Linked DNA regions of Triticum aestivum: region 1 is linked to region 2. The links are chromatin contacts, called in public Hi-C maps. All regions are on one chromosome and are shown on one strand. The core of a region is the stretch at or near the end of the contact, and the rest is flanking DNA. Distances in the headings are between cores, read along the strand shown. Region 1 holds the start of LOC123072089 (microfibrillar-associated protein 1). Region 2 holds the start of LOC123072083 (transaldolase).

The links. Hi-C and Micro-C count contacts between places; a contact is called where the count stands out from the background.
Region 1: a Hi-C map of leaf shows a contact between it and region 2, with 4 times the contacts expected there. The contact joins the promoter of LOC123072089 here to the promoter of LOC123072083 in region 2. A contact is called at or near these places in 2 of 5 Hi-C or Micro-C datasets (both in leaf).

What each region holds. Positions count from the first base shown.
Region 1 is chr3B:738,153,560-738,159,396 of IWGSC CS RefSeq v2.1, forward strand. LOC123072089 (microfibrillar-associated protein 1) reads right to left here and starts at 1,534. Exons shown (of 2, transcript XM_044495645.1): 1 at 53-1,534. The coding sequence starts at 1,254. It overlaps LOC123072090 (a long non-coding RNA gene), which reads right to left. Exons shown (of 9, transcript XR_006434833.1): 8 at 5,807-5,837; 9 at 2,151-2,725. It also overlaps the pseudogene LOC123072088.
Region 2 is chr3B:737,733,736-737,739,471 of IWGSC CS RefSeq v2.1, forward strand. LOC123072083 (transaldolase) reads right to left here and starts at 3,976. Exons shown (of 6, transcript XM_044495637.1): 1 at 3,693-3,976; 2 at 2,417-2,588; 3 at 1,959-2,309; 4 at 1,591-1,779; 5 at 1,313-1,495; 6 at 578-1,187. The coding sequence starts at 3,844. The coding sequence ends at 939.

The sequences.
Region 1 (5,837 bases), core at 284-2,783, 420 kb after region 2:
GGCTGAACATTTTCAGGTAGAAAACAGTAATGCCATAAGAATGAGTACATACGGTGCATCCCAGTCAGTAGTGTCCTCGTTAACAAGATGTGTCCACTTTGTTCTGCCACTCCGCCCGAAATGCTTGACTTGCATGACCTTAGGCAAGATGCTCTTGTCCATCTTATCTTCACCGGTGGGCGCAGAGAAATCACGGGTGTATATAGCGTCTCTACCAGCTGACTGACTCACGTCATCACCACTCTCCTGGAAGAAGGCACCCTTGTGGTAGTACTTTTGCATAAAGTTCCACTTCTGTTTGGACTTCTGGAGAGAAGGTTTCGGGTTCTTCTTCTCCCACTCCCGGCGCTCCTCCTCAGTCATATTCCTCACCTTGTCAATCTCTTCCTTCTCCTTCAACCTTGCATACCTTTCCTCCCTGTCCCTCTTAATCCGCGCCATCTCACGGTTCTTCCATGACTCATACTCCTCAGCTTCGTTCAGCTCATCATCCGTGTCGACATCCTCGATGCTAGCATCCTCGTTGAGCGCCTTCTGAATGTGCTCATCCTTCCTGATCTCCTCCACCACAATCTGCCTGGTCTCAATCTTCCTAGCCTCGAGCCTCTTCCTGATGTTCTCCTCCGCCTGCCGCTCCTCCTCCTCGAGCCGCTCGCGCTCGGCGATGGTGTCCCGCTGCGCCTTGGGTATGAAGACGGGCTTCACCATGGCCATGCCCATCTGCTCGTCCTCCGAGTCGGTCTCGTACTCGGACTCCTCCGACTCCTGCACGTCATCCTCCAGCGGCTCATCCTCCTGCGGGAGCAGCTCCTCCTCCTCCTGCGCCCGCAGGCGCTGCCGCTCCTTGATTCTCCTCCGCCGCTCCTCCTGCGCGTCCTCGTCGTCCTCCTCCTCCGCCTGCGCCTCCTGCCTGTCCCGCTCCTCCTCGGCGGTGGACACGATCTCGGCCTGCCGGATGCGGCGGTGGTCGGCCCTGAGCTCCTCCTTGTTCTCCGCGCGCGTCTCCGCGAGCCGCCGCAGCCGCCGGTCGTCCTTGGGGGGCCGGTCCCGGTCCCGGTCCCCTTCCTCGGCCTTGGGGAACGCCTCGTCGAGGGAGACCCTGGCCGCGCGGAGATCTATGTCGTCCTCGGCCTCGTCGGCCCACTCGGGCTTCTTCCCCGGCCAGTAGCGCTTCACCTTGGTCTGGCCGATCTTGCCCCGCAGCTTGTCGCGCACCGCGATGGCCGCATCGCTGACCCCCGCCGCCACGGACATGGTGCTCGCGCTCGGCCGCTGGACGGTTTGAGGCGGTGACTGGGAGGGGGAGCGCGGTGGAGGCGGTGTCCAACCCTAATAAAGCGAAGACAAATCCGAGTAGGCTAGGGTTTGATTGCCAAGGGAAGGAAAGAACCGCGTCTGATATGGATCCGGTGGAGGGGAGGAGACGGAAGGGCTCCTGTGGCGGTGCTTTGGTGGGGGGGTGGGGGGTGGGAGGGGGCAGAGGCGGTGGAGGTGGAGGTGGAGGTTCCGGCGGCGCCGCCAGAGGAGGTCGAGCCTTCCGGAGCGGGGATGAGATCAGGGAAGCCGGGGGCGCCTGCGCCTGAGGCCTGAGGTGAGGAGCTTGGAGGGCCGCCTGAGGATAGAAAAGGGCCCTGAGCCCGCATACACCGCCTATAGCCAGACCAAGCGGGCCACCTTCCCGCGGCCCACCGCCGGGAATTCTCTCGGCCCAGCTACTTTACAATCCAAAATCAAACACTTTTGAATTCCCTAAAAAAACTAAGCAGCTTTAAAATGCCATCCAAACTACAAACGGAGAAAACCTATCTGACTGATGTTCACTGCGTCAAGTTGCTGGAAAAAAAAACGCCATCCACAAAGTATACCTACCTAGTTTGAAATGTTTATTAAAAAAAAAAGACTGGCATTTCTTAAGGCCCAAGAGATGCTAGTTCACCCACCAGGCCAGTAGTCTAGCTCAGGAGGGTCTGCCCGGGCGTCAAAAAACAGTTCTGCGTCAAAAAAAACACAGTTTTGCCATATGGGAGCTTGCGAGTATCTGATGAAATGCATCTCCAGCTTGAGCACAAAAAAGGAACACCATCGAAAATGATGTGCATACAATACTTTCCTCCACAATGCTGACACGACACTAACATGGAACGTACAGATTGAAAACAAGAATGGTTCAAATTTTATCGTATACGTGTACCATCACTCGAACACCATAGCCTGCTTCATTACGAAGGGTTTCCGACAAGTCGGTTGCTTCCTCTATAACATCTTTTCAGGATACTGTCCAGCTTCAGGAGTCGGAGCATCCTCCTCGGAAACAAACACACCAAACAGATGCAAACCAAACACACCAAACAGCTTCAGGAGTCGGATCATCATCATCTGTTACAACTTCAAGATTTAACAGAAAACCACAGCTATGGGTGGGCAATCGGTTGAGATGTCAAAGAGCAGGTTGTTCTTGAACTTCTCCCCAGCAGATGCACAAGCACCTCTGTGGGGTTAAAGGTCAGATCAACAAATACAAGAAGAGGGGCATAAGAGTATTGTTGGCCAACAGACGGCCATTTTACCTTGCACAGTAATCCACCCTTGGGATCTAGAAGGAAACCATGTAAGTATATGAAGATGGTTTTTGCATTTTCTGTGGAGGCGCATATGGTGAAATTGCAACGGAGCCGCCCTTCAAGCAGATATGATCTTCTGTCCGAAGTCCTGAACAACCATGTTCCTGAAATAATAGTGGAAGCAATTGTTACAGAAAGATAAAAATGGTGTTTAAAAACTTCAAGCAACCAGTGCGAGGGATTTCGTTGTATGTCAGTCAGAAGGAAATGTTGTATGGGATGGTAAGTACTCCCTCTGTAAACTAATATAAGAGCATTTAGATCACTACTTTAGTGATCTAAATGCTCTTATATTAGTTTACAGAGGGAGTAGTTATCTTCAACTTAACAGCTAGTTATGAGTATGTATGAAGGGTAGTCTGACAGTTTTTCAGAAAAGAAAGCAAATCATTACCTGAAACAAAGTGCCAAAGAACATGTGCAAACTGAAGTAGTCAAGTCAAATTGGACACCATTCAGAAGTCTAAATAATGAAACTAGCATAGAGTAATTCAGATGGTCCACTGCCCCCATGTGCTGTGCTGCAATTGGATGTGTCCCAAGCTCCCTCCTTGACTGACGACTGGTACGAACTTGCTTAAAAAAAGCTTCCAGATTACTCATAAGGTTGGGGACGGACCTTATGACAAAGACAGCGCCAACCCGAAAGGTACATGTCTACAACTAGTCAACAATGGTGTCCCTTCTTCCACGGCCCACAAGTTTGTTTCCACGTATGACTAGTCAACAATGGCGTCTCTTCTTCCAAAGCCCGCATGTGGTTCAGCGAGACCCGTCTTCAATCCTTCCGCTACTAGTGAGACCCAACATGCATTCGGCTGCTAAATGGTACTGTATATAGCACTAACAAGTTGAAGCACAAGTAGTATCCAACACAAACAGAGAAACAGAGTATACATATTCAAGATGAGCAGGGCCATGGTATCACTACTCGTGCTTGCGGTGCTTGTGTTGCCGCCGGCAACAATTGCCACGGTGACTACAGCTACAAGAAACTGCTCTGATACCTGTGGTTCTGATGTGATACCTTACCCTTTCGGGCTAGATCCTTCATGCTCCTTGCCTGGTTTCAATCTCACCTGTGCTGTCGACAAGCACACCAACGCCAGTTTTCTCATGCTGGGCACGGACAACTCAACCCTGAAGGTGTCTCAGGTTTTTGCGGATTCCAACCCCTACCTCAGCTACCTGCACACCAGTCTCTCGTACACGACGAAAATGATTCCCGGTGTCCGCGACTCCTCCATCCACTGGGAAGCTCCAGCTAGGCCCTTTGCCATCTCTGGCTCGTCAAACATATCCTTGTTTGTTGTCGGCTGCGATGTCACAGCCTCACTGTACATTGGAAACTCGGTCGTTCAGGTCGGGAACTGCACTGTCGTCTGCACGGAAGCTCAAATCATGGAGAAGCTACCTGTGGGGACATGCGATGCCATGGTTGGCATCAGATGCTGCTCCATCGGCATACAGGTGAACTTAAGGGCGTTCACCCTCAACATCTCACGCATCAGTGATTCTCCACGCCCCAAACAAGTGCAAGCTTTCATCGCCTACAATATGAACCCAACATTCAGGCCGATTGACGCCTACTCTGGGTTATTAGAGCGATACGTTGCTCAACTGGATTGGTCTATTCCATACCAACCAAACTGTAAGCATGCCATAGAGGACAAGGACAACTATGCCTGCGTTAGCGACCACAGCAACTGTCAAGACTCGCCGATCGGTGGATACCTCTGCTACTGCCAGTCAGGCGAGGGGAATGCTTACATTGATGGCGGCTGCCCTAATCCTCCAGGTCATCTCTCCATCTATCATCTACTTTTTTCGAAAAGAAGTGTAGCCTCCCTAGCTTCTGCGCAGCCAAAACACCTATCATCCACTATGTGACTGGGATAGCTCTATTGTGTTACAAAGGGTTTCCCCCCGCTTTGTATTACAAAGCAACCATCCGAGACAACCAACGATAGGTGCTGGGGCGGAAGCAACACAGTCACGCCCAAAAGAAATGAAAGAGAAAGTACAAAAGAAAAAAATGCCGATAACGGCGGATCGACAAAATGACTAGCTAGTAGTACAACTTTCACTAAGCTAGGTTAGATACCAAGTCCTAGTTTCCCCGTTTCCAAAGCCTAGTTAGCCTAATTCAAATGATTGTTTGGCTACATGATGTGGTTTAAGAATCAGAAAACATGGTTGACTGGGTGTATATATCAACGTATTTATATCCTTTCCTCAGTTAGTTTAGGGGTTAACGCAATCTTAGTTAGATGTGCTACCCTTTTTGCGGAGTATATTCAAGTACTCCCAATTAAAGTTCTACTAAGTCAGCGACAAGTAATATGGATCGGAGGAAGTACACTATTTTGTTTGAATATACGTGATATATCATCATTAGATATTTATTAGTATTGTTCTTTCCACCTTCAACAGTATATGGCTCCATTCAGCCAAGAACGAATTGTCCTACATCATGCGGGAATATGAGCATCCCGTTCCCCTTTGGTACAGAGCTTGGCTGTTTTGCAAAACTCCATCTCTACCTCACATGTACACCAGGGACGACCGTTCTTCCTCCGGTCCTTAAATTGACTGATCAAGCGCTCGTCACAGACATATCTATTGATGACGGCATCTTGCAAGTTCATGAGGCATCGGGGCCAGGCGATTTCATGGCTCGTTGGAACTTGGACCCTGCGCTCTACACATCATCCGGGCAATGGGGTGCAGTGAAGTGGGTTATTGATAACATGACATGCCAGCATGCAATGAACAACAGCGACTACAGATGCTTCAGCACCCACAGCGACTGTGTTGATGTGACAGAGGATAGAACACTCAAACATGTCGGTTACCGGTGCAGGTGCTCTTCTGGTTTCGAAGGAAATCCTTACATTCAAGATGGATGCACAGGTATACTCCCTCGGAACCATTTAGTTTTCGCTTAATTTCAGTTGTCTGAATTTTTCATAAATCACAGTCACTTAAAGTTCATATTAGTTTTTTACCAAAAAAATTTATATTTGTTAGCCTAAATCTGTACTTCTGAAAGTGTTCACTTCCAGTGTAGTGCTTAAGTAAATTTTTAGCCCACAGTTTATATAAAGTGAGATGAGACGGGGATGGTTGGATGATGATCGAAAGAATTAGAAACATGGATAAGATGTAAGAAACAGACAACTTACAAATACATACTCCCAAACCACATTCAAGCAT
Region 2 (5,736 bases), core at 2,726-5,225:
GTTCAGCGATGGAGTTCGATAGTATTTCTCCCTGCGGATGGGAATATAAGTCGGGCGTGGGCCTTAGATTTTCGATTGGTTAGTGTGTGGCATATTACACATGTTTCGCTCGTTAAATGGACGACCTAAAATCAAGTACCTGACTTATATTCCTGTCTGGAGGGAATGCTTTAAAAGTTTTTGTTCATGAGTTAATGGGTCCTCAAATAGAGTACTAGGTTAGCTCATTATTGTTGCGACAATGACCTAGTTATTCACATTCACCACTGTCCAAATAAAGTGTGCCTAAGGTGTCATGTGTTTAAGAATATACATGTAATAGAAATACTTTCCCAAACTGCAGTTAGAGGACTTCGACAGACCAATGTTGATAGCATTAGTTGTGACCTAGTTATTCACATTCACCACTCCCGTCCTCGAAGTTATAAAATTTCACTCAAAATATATGATCTTTGCTGAAGTGAGCGGTATAAAAGGGCAATTTTCAGCATACATATATGGTTCCTACAAATGGCATAAAGATTACTTTGGCTTCTGTTAAACTGTTACTGTTTAGTTAGATCAAAGTGTCCGTCAATGAAAACAGAACATGGGTCTGATATATTCCAAAACATTACTGAGCTAAAGTTGCCAACATTCCTGTAATCTTGCGAACATACAGATAACAACAGTAAGGAGAAATGCATTTCCCAAAGATACACAAATATGGCTCACTTGCTCAAAAACAATTGATCAGAAAACGATAGCAGTTGCGAGCAACAAACCTCAGTTACACAATGACAGCCAGGCACGCCTAGAATACAAAGAAGCTCACCCAGATAACTGGGAGCATTTCATTTCCGAATGGAAGGGGAGAGCCAGCAAGCTGGCATTTTTATTGGGTAATCGTTTGATGGCCAGCGCCGGTACCAAACCATTCTATCCAACAATTTTAGCGCCTACAGGTTGGCGGCGGTCTTGAGGGCGTTGCCCTTCTCCTCCAAGCTCGTGAGCAGGCTGTCGAAGCTCCCCTTGAAGGAGCTCACGCCCTCGTGCTCCAGCTGCTTGCCAACCTCTTCCCAGTCGATGCCCAGCTTCTCCAGGGCACTGTATATGCCCTCGGCTTCTGATACGTTCGCGTCGATTGTCCTAGCAACTGTGCCGTGGTCGATGAACGCGTCCAGAGCTTGGTCGGGCATCGTAGAGACCTGAATGTGCAAAGGGTGGCAAGCAAGTTAGGATGCGCTTAAAAGTTCTGAATATGTAAAAAATGACAAGTCGGTGATTATGATCCTGACGAACAAGACGAAAAGAACTTGCTGTCGAAACTCACGGTGTCAGGTCCGATGAGAGGATCGACGTAAAGAGTGTCCAAGTAAGCCGGGTTCTTCACGCTGGTAGATGCCCACAACAACCTCTGCTTCTTGGCTCCCTTCTTCACCAAAGCCTCCCACCTCGGGCCAGAGAATTTCTTCAGGTAAAGCTGATTTGCTATCTTTGCTTGTGCTACGGCAGCCTGAGAGAACAGAGGGTGGTTGTTAGTCAAAACTTGAATATGATAATTTAGAAAGTTCTGCTACTAGGCGACAGGTAATTCCAAATTGTCTCTACCTTTCCCCTCGGGGCAAGAGCTTCCGGTGTTCCAATCTTCTCAAGCATTTTGTCGATCAGACTGTCAACTCGGCTGACAAAGAAGGATGCTACACTGGTTACTCGGGATAAGTCGCTCAAACCAGAAGCCTCAAGCCCGTCGAGGTAAGCATCAATCACAGCCTCGTATCTTGCAACAGAGAAGATAAGCTGCAGCGACATCAATAAACTTGTGATCAATAGGTTTGGCATCAAAGTATATAACAAGCACAGCAAAGTTTACACTAAACAATATCGTAAGCGATCCAGTGGGGAAAAAAGAACAGATGATACGTTGGCGACCAAGGAGATACAAGATAATGATGACAAAGCCAGAGCTCAGCACTTACAGTGACATTGACGCTGATGCCATTAGCAATGACTTCCTTGATAGAAGGAACACATTCTGCTGTAGCTGGGATCTTTATGTACACATTGGGGCGGTTGACCACTTTGTGTAACCACTTCGCAGCTTCGACGGTTCCTTGGGTGTCATTTGCCAGCCTAGGAGACACCTCCACTGAAACGTAACCATCAGCCCCATCAGTCTCGTCGTAGATGGGCTCAAACAGCTTGCACGCGTCTTGGATGTCCTTTATGACGAGTTCCCAGTAAGCGCTCTCCGCATCCTTCCCAGCTGATATAAGCTCCTTGAACTGACCGTCATAGGCGTTTGATGAAGAGATGGCTTTCTGGAAAATCTGCATATTGTTGGGGACACAGTCAGCAGGGAACATTGCAGACACATCACACATGAGCAAGCCATATAAAGCATATAAGAAAAATAAAACAGTAAAAGGGTGATTACCGTTGGGTTGCTGGTGACTCCACGGACACCGTTGGCGATGTAGGGCAGCAAATCGGTGACAGGCCGGCAAAGGTTGTCGTACCACGGGGACTGACCCTGTTGCTCATAGAGGTCATGGAGCGTGGTCCTCTTCGTCACCGCACCGTTCCCTTCCTTGGCGGAAGCCATCGCACTGAAAATCACATTCCATGGAGGACAAGAATCAACATCGCATCCAAATGGTTGTTGCATCACATACATACTCCCTCCGTTTTTATTTAGTTTGCATATTAGCTTTGGTCAAAGTCAAGCTTTACAAACTTTGACCAAGTTTATAAACAAAAATATTAAGATATACAATAACAAATCAACAACATTAGATTTATTATTAAATGTACTTTCACATAGTATAGATTTATTATGATAAATGTCTATATTGTTTTCTATAAACTTGGTCAAACTTTACAAAGTTTGACTTCAGTCAACTCTGATATGCAGAGTAAATAAAAACGGAGGGAGTACAATACAAACAGAAAGAACTTTCTGTTCTTTTTTCTTTGGCAAAAGGAACTTTCTATGCATGATCATGAGCACTGTAAAATGTTAGTGAACTTTCTTCTATACATGAACATGAGGTGGTGGCAACTTGGTGTACAATATTAGTGCACGCAGGATGCAAAGCCATACGAGATGGCCAGTAACAGATGGAAAAACAGGAGGCTATGCTTATCGCCATCAATCAAGCAGGAAGAATCCAGAAGCGAGGGCCTGCTGTGGCGTGTAGCCCAACCAACCCGGCGGCGCGCTTGCATAGGATACATCGCCCTCAACCACGTAGCGACGAATCCGCGCACGGCAACACGGGCCATCTCGGCCGAGTTGACCGAGACGGCTCGCGAAACCACCCGATCCCGGCTGTCCACCCCCCATCGGACGGCCGCCCAGGCCTCCCTGGAAGGACCTCGAGGCCACCGCGGATCCGAGCAAGGCGCCGGGCCGGGGCGGGGCCACGCGCGATCGATCTACGCGGCGGCGAAGCATCAGCGCCGCGATCCTACCCACCCACCCACCGCAATTCGAACTGTGAAAGCGTGAATTAAGACCAAAAAAAAACTCTTCCCGAATCACGGCCCGGCCGCTCTGATCTGACCGAACCTCGCCGGCGACGCAACCCCAGCCAGTCGCCTTCCCACGGCGCCGCCGCAGCAGCTCGCCCCAGCGAAATCACGAATCTAATCAACCGGCGACGCGAGGAGAAGAGGTTAGGAGGGGCGGAGAGGGGTGCGTGTGTTCTCACATGACGGGGCTCCTGGCGCGGCCGGCGAGGGAGACGCGGAAGCGTCGGGCGGAGGGGGCGAAGGCGAGCGCGGCGGCGCGGAGGGGCTGCGAGGGGAGCGGCCCCGCGGCCGCCGGCCTCGGGGCGGCGAGCTTGGGCACGGTGCCGGCCATCGCGGCTCTGCTTCCGGCTCGGGGGTTGGTGAGGAGAGGGGGGCGGCTGGGCTGGGTTGGTCGCCCACGGGGGTTGTTGCGAGGTTTAGCGGAGCGGGGCTGCCTCACACGCACCGATCTGTCTTTCCTTTCTTCCTGCCGTTGGTCCTTGTCATCGTCAATAAATAGATGCACCATTCTAACCCCGTTTTACGGTTAGGCCCTTGTGGTTTCTGGTATTTGTGGTGTGTTATGGGCTGGTGAAGGGGCGGAGCAGCCGTGCGCCGGTGGGGTGTGTACGCGGAGGCATGTGAACGTGCGATGATCCGGTCGTGGAGATGCCTTGCAGTGGCATATTGCCCTTTTGCCTCTCCTTGGTTTGAGCATTGAGGATTGAGTAATTGAACCACGACTTGTGAGGATTGAGGAGGCCAGAGGCCAAGCTAGTAAGCAACGTGTACTGGTTCAATCCAGTAGCAAAGAGCAGCAAGATCAAGTAGCCAATGCAAACAGTGCATTTTTTTTCATGAGACAGGGAATCGAATCGAATCGGCCACTTTTCTTGCGCCTTGGTTCTAGAAAATGGCGATACGCTGTAGTTGGAAGCAGGGGATCGAACTGGCCGCTTTTCTCCTTGAGAGTGAGAGTGACGATGGGTTGTGGTTGGCTCCCCATTGACAACAATGGGTGCCACGAAGAAATGGCTTTGGGTGAATGCCATAGTCTATTTTTGAGCTTTAAGGTAAAACCAAAGATGGCAAATTTGTCTGTAAAAAGAAAACAAAAGCTTATGAATAGTGTCATGTCCCACAAAACATGCGGGAGATGTAGTTGAATTTGTCCACTTTCTCCTCGACAACGACGTTAGGTTGAGTTGGCTAGAGTATGATAGGTAGCACGGAGGAACGACTTGGTTGGAAAGTAGTTTAGATCTTCAAGAAATATCCAATGTTGTGAATTTCCTTTCCGTTTCAGCCGCACACGACAACACCGCCTCTGTTGTGTTTTCGGTTGCAAAGCTTCTTGCGCATGGACCTCTCCATAGGCCATACCATGTTATGTGGGCCAATTGAGCAGCTCCACCACTCTCTCAGTTGAAAATGATGTCGAATTGAAGTCGTCTCACTTTCGACGACGATAGGTCATGAACAAATGAATTGAGATGGATCGCGGTTTATAGACCTCTGGTATATACATGTACTTCTCCAAAATCATACGAAATTGGTGTGAAAATGCAAAAGAGGCTAAGAGTATAAAAAAGCAGGTTGTCAATGGAGCACAATGGTGGGTTGGTGGCGTTTATGACGGGGTTGTTGACGATGTTAAGCCTGACCCCAATATTATCCTTATCCGGACCCAAAAAAATGCCATCATCAAAAGATAAGCGGGTGATATATATGGTACGGTACTATTATCGCAACTTAATTAACACGACGTTCCTAAATTCAGGTAGGTCCCTGGCTCTCCTCGTATTGAGACATAGGGTCTTGCCGCTGGTGTCAGCGGCCCCAGATATACAGGCGGAGGGAAGTTGGCCCCGCCGGCCCTTGGACGCGGGAAAAGTCCACGAAGCAGCTGCAGCAGCTTTGTTTGCCCCGTCGGGCTCCGGTTCTCTCATCAGGTGCGTCGTACCTAGCCGCAGGATACACACGCACACGCAGGGTGGCGGCGGATCCTAAAAAAAAAAAAAACAAGACGCAGGGTGGCGGCTACTGCCTACCGCAGCCGCGGCCACCCACCCTTCCACGTCCAGACTCCAGACTCGAGTCTCTTTCTCATCGGGATCCCGGGCACACCTACCCGGCGAGAATAATCGGATCGGGGCGTCTCTGATCCGTTTGCGGTTCCTTCCGACCACTACTCTTCCGTCGCTGTTCAAAAAATCACAAGCATCCGTCCGGCTGTAGAGCTCA